3 separate regions of the Mus musculus genome follow, and all the other regions are linked to region 1. Evidence: chromatin contacts called from public Hi-C and Micro-C data. All regions are on one chromosome and are shown on one strand. The core of a region is the stretch at or near the end of the contact, and the rest is flanking DNA. Distances in the headings are between cores, read along the strand shown.

What was found. Hi-C and Micro-C count contacts between places; a contact is called where the count stands out from the background.
Region 2: a Micro-C map of embryonic fibroblasts shows a contact between it and region 1, with 6 times the contacts expected there. The contact joins two enhancer-like sites. A contact is called at or near these places in 25 of 484 Hi-C or Micro-C datasets (the C2C12 cell line, the G1E-ER4 cell line, Sertoli cells and 10 more) and 1 of 115 datasets of contacts at active chromatin or transcription factors (vascular smooth muscle cells).
Region 3: a contact with region 1 is called in a Hi-C map of the C2C12 cell line, with 3 times the contacts expected there. The contact joins two enhancer-like sites. A contact is called at or near these places in 1 of 39 promoter capture datasets (hippocampal neurons), 2 of 15 datasets of contacts at CTCF or cohesin (both in embryonic stem cells), 49 of 484 Hi-C or Micro-C datasets (8-cell embryo, the AML12 cell line, B cells and 29 more), 6 of 115 datasets of contacts at active chromatin or transcription factors (astrocytes, bone marrow-derived dendritic cells, embryonic basal ganglia and 3 more) and 1 of 9 other capture datasets (embryonic stem cells).

The regions. Positions count from the first base shown.
Region 1 is chr9:62,557,624-62,562,144 of GRCm38.p6, forward strand. No RefSeq gene overlaps it. Among named protein-coding and RNA genes, the nearest start is that of Gm39352, 19 kb to the left of the region's middle. Within about 2 kb of position 2,693, at least 73 of the 459 cell types and tissues checked have an H3K27ac peak or open chromatin away from gene starts, as enhancers often do. A contact at or near this core is called in the C2C12 cell line and embryonic fibroblasts, where this site is marked.
Region 2 is chr9:62,722,465-62,726,985 of GRCm38.p6, forward strand. All of the region lies in intron 2 of Itga11 (integrin alpha 11), which reads left to right. Among named protein-coding and RNA genes, the nearest start is that of Itga11, 47 kb to the left of the region's middle. Within about 2 kb of position 2,062, at least 23 of the 459 cell types and tissues checked have an H3K27ac peak or open chromatin away from gene starts, as enhancers often do. A contact at or near this core is called in embryonic fibroblasts, where this site is marked.
Region 3 is chr9:62,398,283-62,402,803 of GRCm38.p6, forward strand. No RefSeq gene overlaps it. Among named protein-coding and RNA genes, the nearest start is that of Gm40523, 15 kb to the right of the region's middle. Within about 2 kb of position 2,434, at least 23 of the 459 cell types and tissues checked have an H3K27ac peak or open chromatin away from gene starts, as enhancers often do. A contact at or near this core is called in the C2C12 cell line, where this site is marked.

The sequences.
Region 1 (4,521 bases), core at 1,443-3,942:
TACTCCGTAACCCATTGAGGTACCTACCTCAGTGTGCTCTCTGTAAGACAGGCAGTAGCCGCCTCCTCACAGACACCAGAGGCACCCCCCTGGGAATGAATGCCAGGGCCTAGCTATCAGCCGCCCAGGGCCTGCATCTCTCACCTGGAAAGTGAGCTGTCATCAAAGGTAGTATTGGCCACAGATCCTGTTCCCTCCCTTCCCTGCCTCCTGCATGGGAACCAGAGAGTCTGGATCTTCCTGTGAACCCTCCCCCATCCTGCCATGGGGGCTGTGATTCATCTCTTCAGAGACCCCCACCTTGCTGTCTGTCTCTAGTACTGGGGCCTGAACGGTCCGTCTGTCCACCATGTTAATATAAACTCATCACTCTCCATAATCTGTCTCATTGTCGATCTTGAACTCCCCTGACCCCACAAACCTTCCAGGGTCACTGATAGGGAAGATTAGTAAGACTCAGGTCCAGGTACCAGGCATCGATCGGTGAATAAGGTCTTCCTCTCTCAGTTAGGAGCAGATAAAGCTATTGGCCACTTACTCGTATATAGATGGCAAGACACAGTGAATCAGGATGCGGCCCCAGGACTCAGAGCTCTCTCCCACCACTGCCATGTAGCCAGCAGATCAGCACGCAGTTGTCATCTCACGGGCCTCCAGGCCATGGAGGACGCCAGGTCAGAGGCAGGAGGACCTGAAGCCTAGGTAAGACCTGTGCACTCCAGGACTACAAGTTCAGGGACCAGACACTTCTGTGAAGCTTGAGGGGTTTGGCACTACAGAGGTGTTCTGAGATATTCCCTCCAAAAGAAAAGACAGGCTGTTGCTCCGGGCACAAGGTCCTTGTAGTAAGCTTGGCCTTGCTAGGCCTCCTGGCACTCTGGAGGCAACATAGTTTACAGCTAGGCTCATGGCTCCATTCACATCCTGGGTTATGGAGAAGACAGGATGAGTGAGACCCCGGAAGGAGAAGATCCTTATCTGGTCCAAACATGGCGCTGTTATGGTTTGGATGTAAAATCCCCCTGGGGCTCAAGTATTTGAGTCGTCAACTGGTGGCACTGTCTAGGAGGGTCCCTATCCTCACGGAGGTGTGACTCTCCTGCTCATGCAATCTGGACACAGCTCTGTGTCTAAACATCAGCTTGCCCTTTCTCTCCCTTGTTGACAGAGGGCTCCTTGAGGGCATGCATGGAGTTCTAGGTTCTGTGGTCCAGTACTAACTAGCTCAGAGCCCAGCGGCGAGAGAGGCTCAGTACAGTCAGGCCACATGCAGAGATTCAGTGAAGAGCCCTCCCATCTCTCTCTCTCTCTCTCTCTCTCTCTCTCTCTCTCTCTCTCTCTCTCTCTCTCTCTCTCACACACACACACACACACACACACACACACACACACACACACACACACACACAGTGTGTTGTTATATCTTACCTCTGGAGGAAGAAATTGTCAGTATTCTATGAATGGGAAAATCAGGTCACTGTGGTTAAAACAACTTGTGGGCTCTGGGGATGGCTCAGTGGGCAAAAATCTTGTCATTTGAAGAGTGAGGACCTGCATTTGAAGCCCAAGAAGACATGTACAGCCAGGCATGGTAGAATACCTTCTTAATCACAACACTCCAAGATGGGAGGTGGAGACAAGAGAATTCCCAGAAAGTCGTTGGTGTGCACAGCAGAGAACAAGAGATCCTATCTTAAGCAAAGTAGAGGACTGATGTCCACTGTTATCCTCTGATCTACACACACACACAGACACACAGATACACACATACACAGACACAGACACACACAGATGCACCCCCCCCACACACACAGACACCCACGGGGGAGGGAGAAGTAGAGGGAGAGGAGATACAGAGGCAAAGAGACTTTTGGGGGGAGAGGTGGAGATGTGATGGGAATTCCACAGGGACCATCAGCACTTACGTTCTTAACCACTATATAATCCGAGGGTGTACCTGCAGAGCCTGAGGAAAGGAGTGAGGTAGGCTGTGGTGCCTGAGAGGCCCCTTAGACCATTGGAAGAAGAGAAGAGAATATTACAAGGGTGAACATTTGTGGATTGTCTAGGTTAGGAAAAGCTGGCACAAGGATGGGTGAGTCCCAGCTGCGAAGCCCCAGTTGGTAAGATGGGTAAGAAGTAAAGGGACAGACTGGGCCAAGAAGAACAGGTGGGAAATGTCCACCTTCCTCCTTAGGAGCTCCCAGGGTCAGGAAAGGAATGATTAATTCAAGACTCATGATGTGGGATGGATGGTCCCTGGTAAGGGAGCACGAGGGGCTGCATAGGGATCCTGGACTCTGCCTTGGGAAATTGCCCTCACTGGCCTTCAACTTGTGTTCTTAAGTCTTTCCCACAAGCCCCTGGAGTGAGGGGAGGAAGGACAGGAAATATAGGCTAAGGGAAGCAGCAGCCCTCACTATCTGTGTCTGCAATGTCAGGAATGAGCTCAGACACAAAGACAAACAATGCTCTGACCCCATGCAGTCCAAGAAGGATGCTAAGAGCAACTGTGACTCAGCCGCAGGCTCGGGTCCAGGATGCAGAGATGCTGCCCAGCCAAAAGAAAGAGAATGAGCCAACCACTGTTCTGGAAATTTCCACTTCACATCATGAATCTTCTCGAGTGAACATGCTGAAGGCCACACTGGGGGCGGGGCTCATTCAAGGTCCCAGAGCCAGTATGTGGGAGCAGTGCTGGGAATGTAGAGTCTGACTAAGCTGGCTGAGTGCTCAGGCTTGCTGAGCACCATCCGATGGTCATGTGTCATCAGTGACTATCACAAGGGGGCAGAAATAACAAGAACATATTAAAAACTTTTAGGTAGTGTTAGAGTGAGTAAAAAAAAAATCTCTGTTTGGGGACCAGGAGAAGGATCCATAGCTCAGTGGATAGGATGCCTGCCTCGCATGCATGGAGCTCGGATGTGATGTTCCGTGTTCATAATCTCAGCTCTCCAAGGTGGAGGCAGGAGAATAAGAAAATTGAGGTCATCGTGCTGGATAGTTTTATGCCAATTTGACACAAGCTAAAGCCATTTGAGAGGCAGAAACCTCAATTAAGAAAACAACTCCATGAAGTCTGGCTGTAGGCAAGCCTGTAAGGCAGTTTATTAGTAATTGATGGGGGAGGGCCCAGCCCATGGTGGGTAATACCTTCCCAGGGATAGTGATCCTGGGTTCTATAAGAAAGTAGGCTGGGGCTGGAAAGATGGCTCAGTGTTTAAGAGCACTGACTACTCTTCCAAAGTTCCCAAGTTCAATTCCCAGCAACCACATGGTGGCTCACAACCATCTGTAATGAAATCTGATGCCTTCTTCAGGTGTGTCTGAAGACAGCTACAATGTACTCATATACATAAAATAAATATATATGAAATATATATATATGAAAGCAGACTGAGCAAGCCATGGGGAGCAAACCAGTAAGCAGCACCCCTCCATGGCCTCTGCATTCCTTCCCATGTTGAGTTTTGGTCATGATGTTTCATCACAGCAACGGAAACCCCAATTAAGACAGCCATCCTTGGTTACTCTGCTAGTCAGGCTGTTGGTTTGTTGGTTTGTTTTTTTGTTTTGTGTCAGTTTGACACAAATTAGGGTCATTTGGGAAGAGGGAACCTCAATTGAGGAATTGCCTTCATTGGATTGGCCTGGGGGGCGTGTCTGTGGGACATTTTTAAAAAATTGCTGACTGATGTGGGAGTGTCCAGCCCACTGTGAGCAGTGCCACTCCTGAGAAAGTGGTCCTGGGTTATAGGAGAAAGCAAGCTGAGTGAGTCTTGGGGAGCAAGCCAGTAAGCTGCACTCCTTCATGGCTTCTGGTTCAGTTCCTGCCTCCACTTCTAGCCCTGACTTCCCTCTGTAATGGAGTGTTGTAAGGAGAAATAAATCCTTCCCTCCCCAGGACAGCTACAGAGTAACTTCAAGGCTAGCTTGTGCTAAGACCCTGTTTGTGAAGGTTACTCTTGATTGTCACCTTGATGGAATTTAGAATTACCACAGAAACGAGTCTCCTGGCATATCTCAGGGGAATTATCTTAATTGGGCTAATCCAGGAGGGAATCCCACCCCAACGGTGGCATCACCATTCTATGGGCTGAAAAAACGAACAGAATAAGCTGGGCACCTGCCTTCATTGTTCTGTTTTCTGAGTGTGGGAGCCACGTGATCAGCGGCACCTCCCCCCCGCGCCCCCCCCCCCCGCCATGCCCCCTGTCACAACGGACTGTGCTCCCTGGAACTGTGTCCCCCTGGAACTGTGAGCCCCCCCCCCCCCCCCCCCCCCCGCCAAATAGCCCTTTCTTTCTTAAGTATGTTTGGTCAGAAACATTTTCCCAGTAATAGCTGTCCAGGGCTGGAGAGATGGCTCATCAGTCAAAAGTGCTTGCTGCCTAATGACCCGGGTTTAAGCCCCAGCATGGTGAACAGAACGAACTGACTCCTGCAAGTGGTTCTCTGACCTCCACAAGCGGGCCATGGCATAGAAATGCCCCCATTTCCAATGCTCAATAACATACT
Region 2 (4,521 bases), core at 812-3,311, 160 kb after region 1:
TCCTGGCTCTGAAGCAGCCCCTAGACAGGCTTCCAATGTGGACAAACTGACTTTGTAACCAAAACCCTGTGTCCATCCATCGTGTACACGTGACTCGTTAAAATCGACTGGGTCATCACTGATTATTGAGGTTCCCGGGATGCAAAGGGGAAACATTACAGAGAGTTGCTACCAATACCAAGGAAAAGATCAGAGCCTACAGCCTGCCCTTCTTAAGCAATCCCTCCCCGCCTCTAGACTCGCCATCTCCAGCAGAGGCTGGTCCCTCTCTCGGAATGTCTTTTCTGCTTTCCTAGACATCCAAGAGCTACTACTGCTCACGGGCTCTGGCTTCTACCATCTGTGTGGGAGCTGAGCTGCTCACACCTGCCTTGGCAGACACAGGCAATAAAAGATGTGGCTGGATTTAGAGCATAGCCCTGCCTGCCAGCTTTCTACCCTCCTCGACTTGGCACAGAGGGTAGAAGCCCAGAGGCAGGACACTGGGCCCTAACAGAGCTTTGTCTCCTTCTGTCCTACCTGGCACGCAGCCCCTCCTTGCTCTGGGTTCTGGATATCTCTTCCCAGGCTGTCAGGGAAGTTTTTCCATCCTTTGTAGTCTCAACACCCATTACCAGGTACGCAGAAACATCTGGAATTCGGGGTTCCCTCTCAAGGAGCTGTTGTAAAGAGGACATAAATAAAACAAAAGAGTTTCTGTTCTCTAAGACCGGCTGGGGGACAGTTCCAGGAGTTCGGTTGAACAGAAGAGGACAGGCGAGATGGCTCAGTAGGTAAAAGTGCTTGCCACAAAACCTGACCATCTGAGGTCGATCCCTGGGACCCGCATGATAAAAGGAGAAAAGCAACTCCTACAAGCTGTTCTCTGACTTCCACACATGCACCGTGGCATGTGTACACACACACACACACACACACACACAGGAGGGGGTAGTTAAAAATAAAAAAGGAATAAGGTACATGGTGTTAATAGTCTGTTCACCACCTGAGCTGGAACAGGAATCTGCTCCTCACTGCCATGTGGCTCATAGCACAGGAATATGGTGGCAGTGCGCACATATGCCTGTCTGCAGGTGTGCATGCATGTGGAAACCAGAGGACAACCTCAGCTTTTGTTCCTCGGCCACCATCCACACACACACATAGGCATACACACACAAACACAGACATACACACACAGACATAGACACACATACACATAGACACACACAGGCACACACACATATAGACACACACACACATACATAGGCACACACACATATAGACACACACACACATACATAGGCACATACACAGACACACACACATAGGTACACACACAGACAGAAACACACACAGAGACATAGACACACACACATAGGCACACACACAGACACACACACACAGACAAACACATAGGCACACACACACACAGAGACACACACAGAGACCCACACACAGACAGACACACACACACACAGACACACATATAGACAGACATACACACATAGGCACACACACAGAAACACACACACATAGGCACACACAGACACACACAGACACACACAGAGACACACACACCACCCCTAACTTATGCCCTGCTATGAGCCCCAACTCTCCACAGGTGGACTTCTCCATAGTGTCCTCCCTTGGCAGAGCCCTCCCTATAGGGTGGCCACAGAGAAAGGCCTACAGTTACAATGTTGGCTGCCAGCTCCCCTTCAGCCAAAGCACCCACCATCACCTCCCTAGGAAGAATGTTGGGAGCCCACAGCTGGTGACGCACAGCCGTCAGCCATGGAAGGCCCATGTTTGCCGCAACCTTCTGGTTTCCCGTGCTGCCTGATGCCCATACCAGACGATATTGAGTATCTAGTACAAACAGGCCCTTGGGCTCCAAGGTTGCAGATGGCCATATAAAGCTGAGGCCACAGTGGGTGGTGGGGCTGCCAGACCCCAGGAGCAATTTGGCTGCTCTTGGCGATGACGTGGCCCTTTTCTCAAGCTTCAGCAGTTAGCCCCTCAAAGCCTGAATCATTCCCTCCAAACCTCAAGTCCGCCAGGCACACGTCATGCCCAGACTCCAGAGAGAGAGAAAGGAGGTGGCTCCCTCTTTGGCAAGACATTTGGGGCAGCACAGAGGAAGCTGTCCCAAGAACCCTCTAGTCCCAACCTTGCCACAAACCAAGTGCCCAGTCAGCTTCCCTCTGAGTGTCTCATTTCTGCATCTGTACTGTGGGGACAGTGAACCCTGCCCTGATCCCCAGAATGTGCCCAGAACCCCCAGAGAAATGAGGTCTGGGGAGAATGGAGACGGGACATAGGGACACTCTTATTCTTTGAAAAGCACAAACCCAGTCTTGCTGCAGATTTAGCCATGAGGACTTAGTGAATTTTCTGCCATGTTGCCCCATCTTCACCACTGCCAGGACACATGTCTAGCTGCTAGTGGGCACCAGTCGTTAGGCATAGCTTACCCACATACAGTCCCCCTTCTATGTAAGGTGAGATGCTGAGAGGTTGGCAGTGAGCCAGTGCTTAGCCCCATTTTGTAGCCAGGAAAACTGAGGTTTGGTTGGTTACATTTCTCCAGACCATGCAGCAAAATCTGGGTTTCTCAACTAAGTTCTCCCACTATCGGGACTCTCCAAGTGGCCCTGGACCTCAGTGTTCCACTTAGAAGTGAGAGGTGCAATGGGAAGCCTACCCAGGGCATGCTGGGAGTGAGTTCTAGAAGGCACGTGGACATGGCTGTTCCAGAAGACAGCAGTGTTTGCCCTAATCTGGAACATGCTATGGCAGGTCCTCCTTGAAATTTCAGCATTCCATCTAAAAAGCCCTCCCTCCTCCCTCTCTCTGAAAGAATGGAGCAGTATTACCTACCCAATCTGTCCCAGAATTAAGTAGTCAAAAGTTGTCTAGACAAACAGATTTTATAGGCCCAGTTAACCCCTGCCAGTCAGACACAGGCATACCTAATAAGGGGCTATATTTAGAGGCTGTCATTATCTGGCTCCCTGGGGAGAAATCTCGACTCTTATTTCACACATTTCCTTTCTAACAACGCTGCTGCTCGGTCAAGCCCCAATTTAGCCTGGCAACTTTTCCTGACAGCCCAGAGGTGGAATGCTCAGCCACGAGGAGACGCTGCTGTCCAGAGCAGAAGCATCATGGTGGGCAGCTCTGTAAGAGCTGGGTCAGGAGACCCCCTGACTCCTTTATCCCATTCCTGCGTATTCTACAGCTCCCGGGGTCTGTCAGTCAGCTTCACTGTGGTGAGCTGGGGTACCCATCCCATGACAACACACTGCCTCTAAGAAGGTATTGAGAGAGAGAGAGAGAGTATGTCTGTTTGTGTCTGTGTGTCTGTGTCCACTCCCATGACAACACACTGCCTCCAAGAAGACAGTCTGTCTGTCTGTCTGTGTGTCTCTGTGTGTGTGTGTGTGTGTGTGTGTGTGTGTGTGTGTGTGTGTGTGTGTGTCCACATCTATGGATGGTTACTTGAGCACTTGTGCATGTATGTAGAGTCCAGAGATCACCCCTGGTACTTTTCCTAGGTACCATCTATCTACATTGTGTTTTGAAGGCTGTCTGTCACTGGCTTGGAACTTGCCAACTAGACTAGATGCCTGGCCACTGAGCCCCAGAGATCCACTCCTCTCCACCCCACCACCCCAGTGCTAGGATTACAAGTATATACTGCCATTTCTGACTTTTTTTTATGTAGGTGTTGAGACTCAAACCCAGGACCTCACACTTGCTCAGCTATCTCCCCAGCCTAGAGGACATCATTCTTTAACAATTTTTTTTTAGATTTATTTATTTATTTATTTATTTATTTATTTATTATATGTAAGTACACTGCAGCTGTCCTCAGACACTCCAGAAGAGGGAGTCAGATCTCGTTACGGATGGTTGTGAGCCACCATGTGGTTGCTGGGATTTGAACTCCTGACCTTCGGAAGAGCAGTCGGGTGCTCTTACCCACTGAGCCATCTCACCAGCCCGAGGACATCATTCTTAGCTCACTGTTAACTGTAAACCTTTGAGCAGAGAGTGGTAAAGGTGCCCAAGGCCCAGGGGTCTCCAGTTGTACCAGAATGCCACACACTGACAGATGAGCAGTTGCCCACCTAGGTGTCCCCTCAGGTCGCAGGTTCCTGTGGCCTCCTGGGATAATACTGCCACCTGGAGGTTGGCGTGAGGCATAAATGCCAGGGGTGCACATGTAGACACCCTCAGAGAAGCATGTCAGTGTGGAACTCTCCAGCCACAGGGGGCGCTGCTCTAACAGCTCGCATGGATGTGTCCCCAACAACCCAAGCTTTCCCTCTCTGCACGGTGTGTGGCTCATTTCCCTGGGTATTTGTGTTTGTGAGCAAGGTGTGCTCTTCCTTCGTTGAAGTTGAGGGCAGTGGGTGATGGTCACAGGGACTTATGTCATAAACAAGGTGGCTTAAATGGCAGGAACAGGTCTCCCACAGATGCAGAGGCCAACTAAAGCAGCCTTCAGTCTGCCTCCCTTCTGGCTCTGGGGAA
Region 3 (4,521 bases), core at 1,184-3,683, 160 kb before region 1:
GTGTCTGCTTCCTGAGGGCTGGGATCACAACTATGATCACCAAACCTGGCAAATCACGTATTTTTTAGTACTTTTGTGCATGTATGTATGTGTGTGTATTCATGTACGTGCACATGTCTGTTTACATCTGTGTGTTCATGTGTGTGCACATGATATGTGTGCATAAGTGTGGGGGGGGCAGAGGACTACCTGGAGTGTCATTCCTCAGGAGCTAGCCACCTTGCTTAAAAAAAAAAAAAAGATTTACTTATATTTGATGTGCATTGGTGTTTTGCCTGTATGCATGTCTGTGTTACGGTGTCAGATTCAATGCTACTGGTGTTATAGATAGTTGTGAGCTGCTGTGTGGGTGCTAATAATTAAACCCAGGTCTTTTGGAAGAGCAGTCAGTGCTCTTAACCACTGAGCCACATTCCAGGTTCAAAAGCAACTCAAGAGAGAAAGGGCTTATTTGTTTGTTTTTCTTTTTTCTTTTTTTAAAGATTTATTTATTATTATATCTAAGTACACTGTTGCTATCTTCAGACACACCAGAAGAGGGTGTCAGATCTCATTACAGATGGTTGTGAGCCACCATGTGGTTGCTGGGATTTGAACTCAGGACCTTTAGAAGATCAGCCAGTGCTCTTAACCACTGAGCCATCTCTCCAGCCCCCTTGTTTATTTTTCAAGACAGGGTTTCTCTGTAGTCCTGGCTGTCCTGGGAATCAGTCTGTAAACCCAGGCTGGCCTGGAACTCAGAGATCCACCTGCCTCAACCTCACTAGGGCTGGGACTAAAGACATGCACCATCACCACCCAGTGCTGTTTTCTTTTGTTTTTTTAGAATTATTTTACTTTTTTTTTTTAATTTTTGATTTTTTTGAGACAGGGTTTCTCTGTGTGGCCCTGGCTGTCCTAGAACTCACTCTGTAGACCAGGCTGGCCTCAAACTCAGAAATTCACCTACCTCTCTCTGCCTCCCAAGTGCTGGGATTAAAGGCATGCGTCACCACGCCCGGCCTTTATTTTACTTTTTAAACTATGTTTATGGGTATGGCTATGTGCAAGCAAGGGCAGGTGGATCTCCCTTGGAAGTCAGAAGGGGATGTTGGATCCCTGGAGCTGGAGATTCAGGCAGTTGCTCAGCTGCCTGAAGTGTTTGCCTCTGAGTTATCTCTCCAGCCTCACTTGGTTATTGAGACAAAGTGAAACTTTGTCCTGCAGTTTGCAGATCAGACTAGCTTTCTGCCTTTGCCTCCTTTGTGCTGGGATTACAAGCGCATGTCCCCATGCCTTTTTTTGGGGGGGGGTGTTCTTGGAACGTAACTCAAGTTCTCATGCCCACTCAGCAAGAACTTGGCCAACTGCACCATCTCCCAGTCTCCCAGTCTCTTGGTACATTTTCATCCCTTAGACCTTTCTGTCAGTCTTGTTGTGATTGAAATGTTCTTCGTAACTGATTCACATAGGATGCGTTTTTTTTTTTTATTACACACCCCTCTTGTATGAGCATTAAAAAAAGAAAACCAGTAGCAAAATTGATTGGTGATAGCATCCCTGAGACTTCTCCCGTCTTGCAAGCTGCTGCTTCCGTACTGCTGTGGCCCAGCTTCTGTGGCATCCACATTTCTGTACACAAAGCTGTGCTCTGTGTCAGCAAGAAGCTGGAGAGGCATCCTTCCTCCAAGGTCACTTCTTTTGTGTTCTTTGTAACTCTCCTCCTTGGCTGGCACTGACTTGCAAGTGCAGGCAATTACAGGCCCTCAAGATCTCTGCCTGGCTGGTAGGATGACGTCCAAGAAGGGACATAGGGTCAGAACACAACTGGGTGAGGTTTGTCTACTAACTGCTAGACTTCAGCATGTAGGAAGCCCTGGATCCCATCCCCTGCACTGTAGTAACGGGACATGGTGGGACATACATGTGATCCCAGCACCGAGGAGACAGAAGCAGGAGAATCCGAAGTTCAAGGTTATCTTCCACTACATAATGACCTTGGGCCATCTTTGGATACCTTAAGACTGTCTCAACAAAATAAATAAATAAATAAATAAATAAATAAATAAATAAATAAATAAATAAATAAATAAATAAATGAGGAGAGGTGGGGTGGGATGGGGAGAAATGAGGCTCCTGGAACCAGACAGAGTATAGGACACATGTTTGCTTGTGTGCATGGGACGTAGTGACCAACAGCCCTTTGGGATATAAATCATATTTTCTTCTTCTCTCTTTAAGTCTGGAAACGGAGCCTCAGAAGAGCGAAATAATTTGTGCAGCCCACCAGGGGAAGGGCTGCCATCCTGCTGTGTCAGGCACAGTGGATCTCTTGCTCCTTCCCCTTCCTCAACACAGTTCCCCCTCCCTCGGAAACTTCACAGGGTGCTCCAGGGTAACAGCTTGGGGTCCTGGTTCTCCAGCCACCCCAGTAGGGGTGCCAGCTACGATTACATCACTGAATAAACTTATGTTTCTGTGACTCATCCTCTCCCAGAGAACTGCAGGAAGCTGAGGCTCTCAATCCTTCACCGGTGGGTCCTTCTGTGGATCTAGAGCCGCTAGCCTTACGGCCCTCCCGCAGGGCACTCTGTTCTCGGAGTACCCTTCCCCAAAGCTGAACGTCCTTCCCACTTCCTGCCCACACCTGGGTTCGCACACGGGGCTGTGGGGTGGGTCTTTCTCCTGAGAGAGGATCTTCTCTTCTCTTTTGGAGACAGAGCCTTGTGTCTGGCCTCAAGCTTGTTATGTAGCTAAGGATGATTTTAAACTCCTGATCCCCCTGATTCTGTCTTCTGAGGTTTGGGATTATAAACTATACTTTCATGGTAGCATTATGTGGTGCTGGGGCTAGGAGAACTGCTGGGCGGGGGCTTTTCCAATAGTTCCCAAGCTCACTCTCTCCTCTCCTCTCCTCTCCTCCCCTCCCCTCCCCTCCCCTCCCCTCCCCTCCCCTCCCCTCCCCTCCCCTCCCCTCCCCTCCCCTCCCCTCCCCTCTTCTCCGCTCCGCTCCCCTCCCCTCCCCTCTTCTCCCCTCCCCTCCCCTCTTCTCTTCTTCCCTCTTTTTCCTCCCTCTCCCTCTCCCCTTCCCCTCTCGTGCTGTCACTGTGTATCCCATGCTAGCTTTGAATTTAGAGTCCTGGAAGAGGCTCTTCTGATGCCCATGAAAAATGATTCTCCTTCCTTTTCTCTCAGTCTCTGAGCTCCTCACCAACGCTCCAGTCCTGTCAGAAACACAAGAGAACAGCCCTGCAGTACAGGGCTCAGGGCTGTGTTTACAGATCTTAACACAGGGTCTGCTTCCCTGTGATCATTTTCTGCTGCTGCCCACATAAATTACCCCCAAATGAAGCTTATTCTGTAGATAATGCTAACCACAAACTCATAGAAATTCTCCTGCTTTTCTCCTAAGTGCCAGGATTATGGCTATGCACCGCCATGCCCATCTTCCCCCCCCCCACTCCTCTCCTCCCTAGCTCCTTCCCCCTCTTCCTCCTTCTCATCTCTTTTGGAGGCAGATATCATGTAACCCAGGCTGGTCTCAAATTCACAATGTAGCAGATCAGCCTGCTTTCTTATACAACCCAGGACCACCCACAGCAGGTTGGGCTGTTCTACAGCAATCATTAGTGAAGAAAAGCCTCACAGACTTGCCTACAGGCCAGTCTTACCAAGGTGTTTTTCTAAGATCCCCTCTTCCCAAATGATTCTTGGAGTGGAAACTTAAGGTTTTTTTTTTTTTAGAGAGTCAGTTGTGTTGGATGGTGTTTTGCTGGGGCAAACACATGAAAGTGTTTTTCTGAAGTGGACACAGATGAAAGGCTAAGGCAGACTTGTGAAGGAACATTTTACTGGAGCAGACAATGGAGAGAGGATATTCTGCTAAAGCACACACGTGAAAGGGCACACGATGAAGGATTCTTTACTAACTACACACATCTACTGGTCCTCCTTACATTGCATAGTTGAGCTGCATTTGTCAGGACTCCATAAAGAGAAATGCACCCAAAAACTTCTGGTGGTGCGCTGCAGTTTCTTGCTGCTTCCAAGGGCTGATTGGCAGAGTGATGTCAGCTGAGACAGACTCATGGGCTGAGGTAAGACACAAGCTAAGGGAAGACCATGGAGGACACGGGAAGTTTGGAGGGCATATATATAGTACTGGATTGAGCAGAGCTTGGCTTGCCAGTACAGCCAGCTGTGCAATGCTTTTTGGTCTCTCTCACGTGAGAGAGACACAGTCGAGAACTTCTCCTGGTGTTCCTCTGGGTCCTTCCTGCTGACGCATGCGGAAGCTGAGGCCTGGCTGTCTCTGTTAGGTAGTATCATTGCTGCTGATTTGCTTTGATATACTAACTTCCAAACTGACTGCTAGTGCATCTGTGAAGTGTTTGGGAGTGGACTGAGCTGCCTGCTAACCTGTGAACTGAACTGCTGATTTCCAGACAACACAGATGGGAGCTGCTCCAAAGAACCTTTCTAAACAGGTCCACTTCCCCCACATCCTTTCATTTCCACTACCTCTGATGGGTGGTGGGCTAC